2 separate regions of the Mus musculus genome follow, and region 1 is linked to region 2. The links are chromatin contacts, called in public promoter capture Hi-C maps. All regions are on one chromosome and are shown on one strand. Each heading gives the region's core, a stretch centred on a gene start, on an enhancer-like site or on the middle of the called end of the contact. The rest is flanking DNA. Distances are from core to core; before and after follow the strand shown.

Evidence for each region. Capture Hi-C pulls out chosen DNA fragments and counts their contacts.
Region 1: a contact with region 2 is called in a promoter capture Hi-C map of adipose tissue. The contact joins the promoter of Aldoc here to the promoter of Myo18a in region 2. A contact is called at or near these places in 2 of 39 promoter capture datasets (frontonasal cranial neural crest and liver), 1 of 115 datasets of contacts at active chromatin or transcription factors (pancreatic cancer cells) and 1 of 9 other capture datasets (adipose tissue).

What each region holds. Positions count from the first base shown.
Region 1 is chr11:78,320,357-78,326,527 of GRCm38.p6, reverse strand. It overlaps Aldoc (aldolase C, fructose-bisphosphate), which reads right to left and starts at 3,455. Exons shown (of 9, transcript NM_001303423.1): 1 at 3,306-3,455; 2 at 2,015-2,138; 3 at 1,713-1,924; 4 at 1,565-1,619; 5 at 1,319-1,479; 6 at 1,116-1,199; 7 at 712-886; 8 at 394-593; 9 at 1-266. The coding sequence starts at 2,126. The coding sequence ends at 174. Spag5 (sperm associated antigen 5) reads right to left here. Exons shown (of 24, transcript NM_017407.3): 18 at 6,076-6,171; 19 at 5,856-5,967; 20 at 5,405-5,485; 21 at 5,111-5,266; 22 at 4,956-5,030; 23 at 4,762-4,842; 24 at 4,071-4,400. The coding sequence ends at 4,329.
Region 2 is chr11:77,774,514-77,780,175 of GRCm38.p6, reverse strand. It overlaps Myo18a (myosin XVIIIA), which reads right to left and starts at 2,941. Exons shown (of 41, transcript NM_001291213.1): 1 at 1,862-2,941. The coding sequence starts at 2,860.

The sequences.
Region 1 (6,171 bases), core at 2,206-4,705, 550 kb before region 2:
CCCTCCCATCCTGTGGTCTCGGGTACAGCAATGTAAGGCATGTGAGATGTGAGATGACTTGGCGCTGGATAAAGATATCTCTGTTCTGCATAGCTATTTGGCCCTGGCTGTGACTATAGGCAAAATGGGATGTGCATTGCTAGGCCAAGGGCTGTGGGTAGAGTCAGCGTGCCTCAGTAGGCATGGTTGGCGATGTAGAGGGACTGTGCTGCCGCTCCGCCATCTCCACTGCCTTCATATCTGCCCTGGGCTGCAAGCCCGTTCATCTGCAAAACGGAATGGGATTCAATGAGCAGACTGAGCCAGACCACGGATGTGGAATGCACGCTGCCCGGTTTGGGACCTCTGTGGTCCACAGAATCCCTCCCCAAGTCATCACCTCTAGCTCCCTACCTCTGCCCGCTTGATAAACTCCTCAGTAGCAGCCCCAGCATTATCCCTTTGTCCTCTCCAGGCATTGAGTGCAGATGCCTGCAGGGCACGCCCATAGGAGAAGGTGAGGGCCCAGGGCCGGGGAAGTGGGCAGCGGTTGATGGCATTGAGGTTGAGAGAAGCCTCCTCTTCACTCTGACCCCCAGACAGGAAAGTCACCCCTGGAGTAGAAGGAGAAGACAGACTGACTGATCATTCTCTGTCTTGCCCAGGGTAAAGGACCCCGGTGTCATGGAAAACCCTCAAGTCAGACCTGAAGGGATAGGAGCAGTTTAGTACCTGGGACAGCTGGGGGCACAGTACGACGCAGGGCAGTGACAGTTGCCATGGCGATCTCTTCTGGGCTATACTTGATGGGACAGGCATGGCCAGGGGTCACCATATTGGGCTTGAGCAGAGTCCCTTCGAGGTATACATGATGGTCACTCAGGGCCTTGTATACAGCAGCCAGGACCTGGGGAGCAGAGGAGGTTTGTACAGGGCTGGGACCACTGCCTAGCGCACTGTGCTCCTCACCCAGGGGTAGGTGGGTACAGGAAACCAAGGGCTCAGCATAGACTTAGTCTATGAAGCCCGTTTGGGTATCAGTAAAGATCCTTAAGGGAAAGTGTGCCTGGATCTTAGCAGGGATGGGGTACAGGCACCCCTGCTAGGCTGTCCCTCCCGGCTATGTTTGGTCTTACCTTCTCTGTAACATACTGGCAACGTTTGAGGTCATGGTCTCCGTCAGGCAGAATCTCAGGCTCCACAATAGGCACGATCCCATTCTGAAAGCAAGAGCAGGGTTAACTGGAAGAAGTAGAAGATAGGATGGGAGAAAGCCATGAAAGCACATCTCCACCGGCCCCGGGGCCCTCATCCAACCACCCAACCCCCCAGCACACACCTGCTGGCAGATGCTGGCATAGCGGGCCAGCACGTTGGCATTCTCCAATATGGCCAGTGCCGACGGCGTGCGATCACTGATTTTTAGTACACAGCGCCATTTGGCAAAATCAGCACCGTCCTTCTTATACTGAGCACAGCGTTCCAAGAGCCCATCCAGCCCTGAAAACACAGTGCCAGCCTTACCACCCTGCCTCCATCTTGCCAGCATCAACATGTCCCACCCCTGTACCCACCCAACAGGTACCTTGAGTGGTGGTTTCCCCGTCGGTCCCAGCTAGAGGCACTACACCCTTGTCAACCTGCAAGGGAAACAGATAGAGGTCTGGCTTGTCACCCTCTTATATACACTGGTTTCCACACCTAGCCCCCAGGCACCACCAGGGACTGTGTACCTTGATGCCTACGAGAATGCCCTTATCCTGGATGGTGCGGACGAAGGGGACACCATTGTCATCTTTCTGGTAGAGTGTCTCATGGAAGAAGATGACCCCCCCAATGCACTTTTTCACACGGTCATCAGCACTGAATAGGACCTGGCGGTACAGCCGGCGATTCTCCTCAGTGTTCTCCACCCCAATTTGGCTCAGCCTTTTGGCCATGCTGCCTAGAAGCAAGCAAAGGGGAGACAGGCTGGTTCTTTGGCTAGAATTCCTTGGCAACCTCTCCTCAACCCTGACCACAGGCTCCCACTTACCTACGGACTCATCTGCAGCCAGAATGCCCTTGCCGGGGGTCACGATCCGTAGAGCAATATCCGACAACTCCTTCTTCTGCTCAGCAGAAAGAGCTGGGTATGAGTGGGGCATGATGACAGTTGTCTAGAATGGAGAAGACATAAGCTCTAGACTCCGAGGACCTTCTACTTCCTCTCCTAACCAAACAGGCTTCCCAGCACGGGGCTGGGAGCAGGAGAGCAGCCTTTGGCCTGGAGCCTGGGCATCAAAGTGGTATCAATCTCTTTGACAGCTAACAGAGTTAGGGCCCCAGTTCCCACATCTCCTTTTGTTCCTGGTGGGCACCCTTCCCAGCTCCAGAAGAGATGCAGCGTGGGGGATGGGAGGCGACAGCCCTGAAGCCACAGGTCTTCCTGGAAACTGCTGCCAGGTTGAGAATGCCAGCTCTTCTTTCACTGAATCTGGCCCCTTCCTGAGGTAAACAGAAAACCTGTTGTTTCTGATTTTTGCTTTCCTGCTTCCCCTTTCTTTTCTTCAAAAGGGTCCCTAAGGCGGGGGGGGGGGGGGATCACTTTTCTCAAAGGTTTGTGAATGAGACGTTTAACCTACAGCATCCTTCCCCAAGTCTAGTGGAAGGCAGGGGGCAGGGAGTAGCAGTGGTACAGGTACTGAAAACCTGACTGCCTTTGCTACTGCCTACTCCCCTACCTATGGTGGAGATTGACTCCCAGGGCTGCAAGTATGGTAGGAGAGAGGCAATATCAGCATACATGAGAGGACAGGAAAGAGACATCACCAGATCATCCCTAGTACCCGGCATTCCCTCATATGCAAGAGGCACAGGAAATAGGGAGGCTTGGCTCCCCACAACTCAGCCTCCTAGTAGAGACCCCAGAGGCGAGGAATTAAGGCTGAGTGAGTGGATTATGGGAAAGAGGGAGAGATGCAGGAAAAGCAGGAAGGAGACCTGGAAGAGGTGAGACGGGTAATGGTGATACAAGCTAACCGGTCCTGATGCTCTTCCTGGGCCTATACCCTAGAGTAGAGGACAAGCCTAGAAGAACCAGAAATGGACTGAGATTAAAATGTCCTGGGTGGAATGCACTGACCCCAATGAAAAAGTCCTGGAGGCATATGACTTGGAACTGGAAAGGAGAACTAGAAGGAAGAAGAGAAGCACGGTTTTCCTGAGCCATGCATGGGGTTTCAAAACCACAGAAAGCAGAGGAACTTGGGTCCCAGGGAGAGGGCAAGGACAGCATGGGAAGACAAACCGGACGCGAGCATCTCAGGCTCGCTTGGAGACCTTACCTATACTCAGCCAGTCACTCAGCCAGTCAGCCGCGGGAGCCACAGCACAGCTCACTTTTCCTCTGATTAGCTCGGTCCAAGCTGGAGTAAATAAGGTGGCAGCACTTGCCGCAGAGCTACGTGACTCCCTGGGGGCGTGACAGATACCTCCCGTCCTGGTCCCGCCCTCTCCCCAGGACTGGTCTAGGGTAAGGCCACGCCCTCAGAGGTGGAGTAGTGAGGTGGAGTGATTCCTCTGCCAGGGTCCGGAAGGTTGTTAGAGACGATGCCCTTCCCACATCATGGAACCCTGCCAACAGGGCCCTAGAGGGAAGAGATGGACTTGTGTTTGTCTCTACCACAATCAGTCCTTTGCTGTGTAAGGCATTATGTGGAATGTTGGGGATTAAGCCTGGTTTAGAGGAGAGATCTCTAAACATCAGCAGGTAGGGCAGAGGCCCACCTAACAGTGCCCCACTTCAAGACATGGAATAATGGAATTGAGTTTCTGTGCTCTGCCCCATATTTACCAGTGCCTACCCCCAAGGGGGATGGGGAAAGTAAGTGAATGGAGTCTTTTCTGTTCCCCCCAGGCAGTGGTCCAGGGAACAGGCAGTCCATTGCCCTCCCCCCCACCCCCTTTTTTTGTTGGTAGAAGAAGAGAATCAAGCAAAGAAAAGCAGTCAGCCTTGGCTTTAGCTGCAGCAGGAAGTGGTGAAGGGTGCCTAGGCTGAAGTGCTGATCTGCCCACTCCTACCCCCAAAATAAGATTCAGTGGACTGGAAGGACTACATTAAATACACTTTATTTAAATAACATAAAACATGGTCGGCTCTATGCCAATTGGTCTTATTATTGGGATAAGGGTTGGGATAAAGAGCCCTGAAGGAAACTGGAGTGGAGTGGAATTCATTTTTCAGGGTTTTTGCTGTGTTGTCTGTGTTAGGTTCCCAAATTCCTGGGATTTGGCAGCACTCCAACTTTGGCGTCTGGAGCAGCTGGAACTACAGGTGCACACCACTGCATTCCAATATTTTCAGTTTCTTAGCTCAGAAATTCTAGCAATCCTTGTAACTCCTTGCAACTCTTCATAGTCTCTGGGATAGACAACAGAGTCTGGGAAGAGACAGAAAACAGTTCTGAATCACAAGCCTGAAGCCAAAGCTCCTGGCCTGTGATGCTGGAAAAGTGAAAATGAAGCCACTGTAAGAAGTCAGGCTGAGGGCTGGAGAGATGGCTCAGCGGTTAGGAGCACTGCCTGTTCTTCCGAAGATCCTGAGTTCAAGTCCCAGCAGCCACATGGTGGCTCACAACCATCTGTAATGAGATCTGACTCCCTCAGAGGACAGCTACAGTGTACTTTCATATAATAAATAAATAAATCTTTAAAAAAAAAAAAAAGTAGTCAGGCTGAGAACCGGAGCCATGCTCCTCAGCCCCTCCGGCAGCCAGGTCCCACTACCTCCTTCACTTTTACCTCATAGACATGCTGAATTGTGTCATCGAGTTTCTTTAACTCTGTGTCAGAGCGCCGAAGATTCTCCTCCAGGATGTGCCTCTACAATGCAAACAGGCTTCATGAACCCTACACGTAAAGAACACAGCTAGAGAGAACAGAGGAAATATATATGGCAGGGTGCTTCTGTGGTGGAAGGAAACAGAACTGCTTACATGGCTCAGATACTTGTCCATCAGCTGTTCCTTCTCAGTTTTCATCTCCAGGAACATAACCCTCAGCTTGCTCACCTATAAATATGTCCACGTTAATAGGGGCATAGCGTGGGGTCCCCATTATTTGTACAGCTCCTTTGTTAACTCTGTGTTACCTCCTGTGAGAGAAACACTTTTTCCTGGATCCAGTTAGTAGCCATCAGCTGGCAGCTGGGATCTAGCTGGCCTTCCAGGGCTTCCTGGAGCACTTTAGTCTCTGTCTCTGCACGCCGAAGTGACTGTGTGAGCTGGGTCACCTCCTCTCTGAGGTTCTGGGAACAAGAGCAGAGGTAACCCAACAGCACTCAGGGGTAACGGAGATAACCCAACAGTACTCAGAGGTTCTTTCTCTCCTTCCTCCATCAGGTGGGAAAAGCAGAGACCTGGCCATAGCATCAGGAGAAACGTACTATGAGCTGGCCGCTCTTGTCTATTTGCCCCAGGATCTTCTCGTTCTGCTTCTGTATCACTTCCAGGAGCTCCTTCTCATTCTGTGAAGAAGGACAGAAGCACTGAGGAAAGGCTCACTTCTTTTCAGCCAGAAGACAGGACTGAATGCCCGAGCCATGCTCAGCCCCGGGGACTCGTTCATATCCGTCCACTTATTCAGGACCAAGTCAAGCATGGCACGTCTTGGTTTCAGAACTCTGCTTCAGTTCTGGGCTTTTCTCCTGGGTCTGCTTGGAGAAGACAGGTCAACCCAGTACTAGTTCTCAGATAGGAAGTGTCTGACCCCAAAAGGGCAAAACTAGAGCAGTAGTTGGAACCCCCCCACTACCTAGATTCCTAGAAAGGGGGTCCCAATGGGCCAGCGGAGCTGCCCCAGTTCCTCATTGCCCCACTTTAAGGTCCCTCCTTCACCTTGCGGAGCAAGCACAAGGCCTGGTTCAGCTTCTCCATGTCTGCTTCCTTTGCCTTCAGGGCTTCCTGATGCTCTTCTTCTTGGGCCTGTAGTCTCGAGTGTAGTTCACAGCTGGGGGGGGTGAGGGGGGGCAGGAGAATCTGGCATCATTCTCATGCTCTGCCCTTGGCATGAGGGCTGCTCTCATCACTCCCCATCATTAACACTGACACCGCTTACATTTCCCTCTGCAGGACCCCAGTGGCCTCCTCTTTAGACTCTTGCAGCAGGGAACACAGGCTCTTAAGCTCTTGTAACACAGTACTCATTTCTGCC
Region 2 (5,662 bases), core at 1,692-4,191:
ATTTATCTTATTTTTATGTGTATGAACATTTTGCCTGCACGTACATATATGCGACTTAGAATTCCTGGTACCCCAGAAAGTCAGAAAAAGGCTTCATATCCCCTGGATCTAAAGTTATGTTTGGTTGGAAGCCACCATACAGGTTCAGGGAACCAAACCTGGGTGTTCATCAAGAGCAACAAGTGCTTTTAACTGCTAAACCATCTCTCTAGCCTCCTCTTGTTCTTCTTATTTATTAATATTAGTGTGTGTGTGTGTGTGTGTGTGTGTGTGTGTGTGTGTGTGTGTAAGCACACAGAGGTCAGAGGACAATTTTTAGAAGTTGGTTCTCTCATTCTCTGGGATCCAGATACCAAACTTAAGACTGATAAGCTTGCATGGTAAGTGAATTCCCCATTACCTGATGAGCCATCTCTCTGGCCCTCAGTGTATACCTCTAAAATGAATAAGTCCAGGTCCCTCTCTGGATTCTATAGAAGCATTATCCTACCCACTAACCTCCCTCTGCAAAGCTGCCTAAACCCAACCAGTTCCACTACAGGAAGGCCTGGAACACAAGTCCAGTGTGTCTGCCTAGGTCTGACCTGCCTCTCTTAGCCTCCTCTGGACCCAGTAGACTTCGAGACTGGGTCATCACCCTGAGCATCCTCATCACCCCAAGCATCCTACTCCCCCTCACTGGGAGCTGGGCTCTGCCTGCTTCCTCCCCACTTCCTCCCCTTTCCAACTTTATCACATCTGGCTAATCACTTAGTGCTGAAAGGTCCCAGGCAAGTCACTCATTGCTCAGGCTGCAGGACATAGATCTGGACAATGCTAAAACACACAGCTGGACAAGAACAATGACTGAAGGCCACCTAGTCTGTCATACACCATGTCCACACAGGACATTCAAAATTCTTTTACTCTCCCTGCACCAAAAGATTACCAAGGTTATAAGACTTGGTGTTCCACGGAGACCTAACCATGCATTTGATTTGAGTGCTCTCCTGCCTCCCACTGGAGTTCATGGCGATCACAACTAGTGGATCTCACAGACAGTCAGACTGCAGACTGTCTTTGTAGTGTAGATAAACCTAAACCACAACCATTGTTTATAAGTTCTTTATGCCCTGACTCCTAGTATCTTGCTCACTCGGGGTGAGAGGACATCTCACCTAGAACTATAACCATGGCAGCTAGACATCCCAGATAGCCATGATTTTAGGTCATTTGCCATATTGTTTTCACCCCTGAAATCTAAACAACATGGGCTTCCTATACTCACAGCTTCTCAGATCTCAAAGTGGCACCTGTTAACCTACATCTCCAATTGAGGGCTCAACAAATATAGTACCCAAGCCTCTAAGCTATAAGCTATGATGAAACTTGAACACTTTCTCACCAACTACCCACTGGCATCTCTCTCTCTCTCTCTCTCTCTCTCTCACACACACACACACACACACACACACACACACACCCTGCCCCCGATAGTACCAGGCCAAAGCTGATCTTAACCCAATGCCCTTGAAAACTCACAAGGTTTACTTCAATCACTTCAATCCAAAAGGGCATTGAAGGGAACCTCAGACCCGGATGTCCAGCTGAATTGCTAAGGACTTTCTCCCAGTGAACTTTTGGGGGGTTTCCTTCAGCTTCTTGACAAGGCACAGAAGAAGCAAAGGTGTTTAATGAGTTTCCAGAGGGGCACCCTCTCCTGGACTGGCTTCTCCCTATTGGCCCAGCTCCCCATTTCCACACTCGCTAAGATCTGCTCACAGTTCCTGGGTACCCTCAAGCACCCATTTAAGTACACTACCGAGAGATGCTCACATACACAAACTCTTTGCTCACCCCTGATACCCAGGGAAGCACTCACATCAGCCGGCTCCCTGCGGTGTCCCTCGCCAGTCCGAAGCCAGCTCCGGCTCAGCTCGCTAAGCTCTGGGATGGGCTGTACCTTGAGCCGCACACTGTCCCCAGACTGCCGGATCATCTCCACAATTTCATCCCTGGATTTATTCTCCACATTCTGTCCATTAATCTCCACCAGTCGATCTCCTGGTACCAGCCCCAAGGCCAGGTCCTTGGTGCCTGCCCCTGGCTCAGCAAAGTGAACCACCCGTCGATAAGCCTGACCCTCAGGGGCCCGATCCAGCATGGTTGTGCGCCGCAGTGAGAAGCCAAAGTCTCCTGTGGGTCTTCGTTGTAACTCCAGCTCCCGGAGAGCAGGAGGTGGTGGTGGCACCAGAGCGGGAAGACGTAGATCAGCTGGGAATCTTTTAGTCACCAGCTCAGGGACTCGAGACCGTGGTCCTGGTCGAGGAATGCCTAGCCCAGGATGCTGCATTAGCTGTCCCTCAAGCGTCCGCACCTCTACCTGAGGTGATGGGGCTGCAGAGTGCTCTGAGGGGGTTGAGGTCTCCGAGGCACTCTCATCCCGGCTCCGTTGAGAGAAGGAAAAACGTTTGACAATCATCTGAGAGTTCTGCTTGGCCAGTGAACCGAACTTGGCTGCCCGCTGCAGCACAGAGCCCCGGAAGCTGCCTTCTTCACCCTTGAGGTCATCACTGGAGCTGGCTGTGCTTAGGTGTCCTGAGTCCAGGATGATGCTACCCCGATTGCTGTCAGAGTCAATGTCCGTCAGGTGCAGGTCAGAGCCACTGGCCACCTTGATAGGGATGGGGTTGGAGATTTCCAGGCGCGTCTTAGATTCCCGCTTGGAGGACCGGTTCAAGTTGAAAAAGCCACGGCGCATGCTCATCTCTTCCAGGCTCCGCAGTTCTGCCGCAGACATCCTCTCCTTCTTCTCCTTTTTTTCCTTCTTCTCCTTCCGCCCGCCATCTTTGTCCTTATCTTTCTTCATGAGGTTAAACATGGTGGGTGTGCTGTTTTTAGGGGTTGTATCCCCAGCTGACTATGAGTGCTTAACACAGGGTCTTTGGACCCCACCTTGTAGCTGCAAGTAGAAACAGAGAAAAGAAATTCAGGGTTTTTTTCCAGTTCAGACAGAGGCAGCGGATACTGATAAACCAGTCACCCCTTGTGGAGTGCTACTGATGTACCAGGCAACCTGATTTACATAATTTTTTCTAATTTCACTTCACCCTTTAGACCAAAGCATAGGTGTGCCTGGAGAGACTTGACTTACAGAAAACACAAATTGCAACCTGGAACATAAACGGAAATGGAACACAAAAGGAAACGGAAGGGGCTCTGCAGCATCACCTCCCCACAGGCAGTCCACTGAAGCGATGGGCATCCCACGTGACTGCCCCCCCATGGTATCCCCAGAGCCGCAGCCTTAGCCCCTGCCTCAAAGACCTTGGAGGGTCCAACTTTTTAAAACAATATTCATTTGTATGAGAGTTTTGCCTGTCTGTATGTGCATCACATGGACATCCATGTGGACGCTGGGAGCTGAATCCTGCTCTGGAAGAGTAACAGGTGCTCTTAACCACAGAGCCATCTTTCTAGCACCTGGGATTAGCATTTATATGACGTGTGTTTGTTTGTTTGTTTGTTTGTTTGTTTGTTTGTTTTTCCAGACAGGGTTTCTCTGTGTAGCCCTGGCTGTCCTGGAACTCACTCTGTAGACCAGGCTGGCCTCGAACTCAGAAATCCACCTGCCTCTGCCTCCCAAGTTCTGAGATTAAAGAGATGCACCACCACTGCCCGGCTTTACGATGTGTCTTATCGGGAGCTTCACACATACCCCTTCCTATTCAGTCCTCACAGGTGAGAAAAATGGCTCTTGGGAAATTAAGGATGTGTTAGGGGCTAGTCATCAAATGAGTGGCTGTGCTGCTGTGTCCCATCTGATGCCCTGGGTGCCCAAAGTAAATCGGGAAGGGAAGGAAGAGGAAGTCCAGACTGCACACAGGACAGACAGTTGCGAGGTGGGGGTGGCGTGGGGTCGGCTAGATAAACAGGATCCTGAAAAACTCACATCCTTTTCCCCAGACCAATGCCTAAATATAGCCTAGGGAAGAAAGTTGTGGCCGCCTGAGAGAGAAGGCCGGATCCAGGATGTGAGAGCACCTAGGGCCCTAACCTACCCCCATTCTCATGCATACCCGATTAGGGGCAGGAGTAAGAAAAACCTGGTTGGGAGGGGGAGGGGGGAAGCCCCAGAGGGCCTTTCTTGTTCTAACCAGCAGGGAACACAAAATAAAAGTAGGCCACACCGTCTAATTAGAAATTAAGTGTAATTTCTCTCTCTCCATGAATGCCTCCCCTCTGAATTCCAGACAGAGGGTCTCTGAGCTTATTCCCTCCAGCAATGGCCTATTGCCAGGCCCTGGCTAGGCATTTCCTCTCTCCCCAACCCCCAAAGCAAGGCAAGGCCCTCCACTATCCCCTTTCCACTGAGGGACAAGCTCCCACCAGCCAAGGTTCAACGCCCAGGCAGGCAGTGAGACCAGGAACTCCCAAGCTAATTGCTCACAAGTTTGATTCTGTATAATCACACATGGCAACCCACAGACATCTGGAACTCCACTTCCAGGAGACCCAATGTCCACTTCTGGCCTCATGGGCACCAGGCACATTTGTGGCCCAAACACATACATGTAAGCAAAATGCCCACACACATAAAATAAATAAATAAATAACAATTAAAAAGAAAGAAATTGCCAGGCAGTGGTGGCGCACGCCTTTGATCCCAGCACTTGGGAGGCAGAGGCAGGCGGATTTCTGAGTTTGAGGCCAGCCTGGTCTACAGAGTGAGTTCCAGGACAGCCAGGGCTACACAGAGAAACCCTGTCTCAAAAAGACAGACAGACAGACAGACAGACAGACAGACAGACAGACAGAAAGAAAGAAAGAAAGAAAGAAAGAAAGAAAGAAAGAAAGAAATTGGTGAATTTGGGCAGGGTGACACATACCTACAATTCTAAGTACTTGGAAGGCTGAGACAGGATCTTAAATTTAAGGCAAATTTGGCCAGTAACTAGAAACTTTGTTTAAAAAACAAACTAGATAAACTTAAGTTCCATTTACGGGCTGGCGAGATGGCTCAGTGGTTAAGAGCGCCGATTGCTCTTCCGAAGGTCCCGAGTTCAAATCCCAGCAACCAAATGGTGGCTCACAACCATCCGTAACGAAATCTGATGCCCTCTTCTGGAGTATCTGAGGACAGCTACAGTGTACTTATATATAATAAATAAATAAATCTTTAAAAAAAAAGGTTCCATTTACTACAATGTATCCAAACTGTTATCTCAACATGTAATCTACATAAAATATTTATAAACATAAATTATTTTATATTTAATTTTCTGTATTTTGTTTTGTTTTGATATATAGACACGTGTGCATGTGCGCACACGCATGTGTATTTTATTTATTTTGCTTTTTTGTTCTGAGAGATAGTCTCATGCAGTTCTGGCTAGACCTGAAACTCAGGACAGAGACCAGGTTGGCCTCAAACTCATGGAGAACCTTTCTGCCTCTGCCTCCTGAGAGCGGCTGAGATTACAGGTATGCACAACCGTTCCTAACTCATCCATATTACATTTCCAAAATCCAGAGCAAGGCTGAGTATGACGGTTCATACCTTTAATCCTGGCACTCGGGAGGCACAAAGATCTCTGTGAGTTCGGGGCTATCCTGGTCCACACAGTGAGCTCCAGAACTGCCAGAACTTCATAGAGAAAGAAACCTGGTCTCAACATGAATG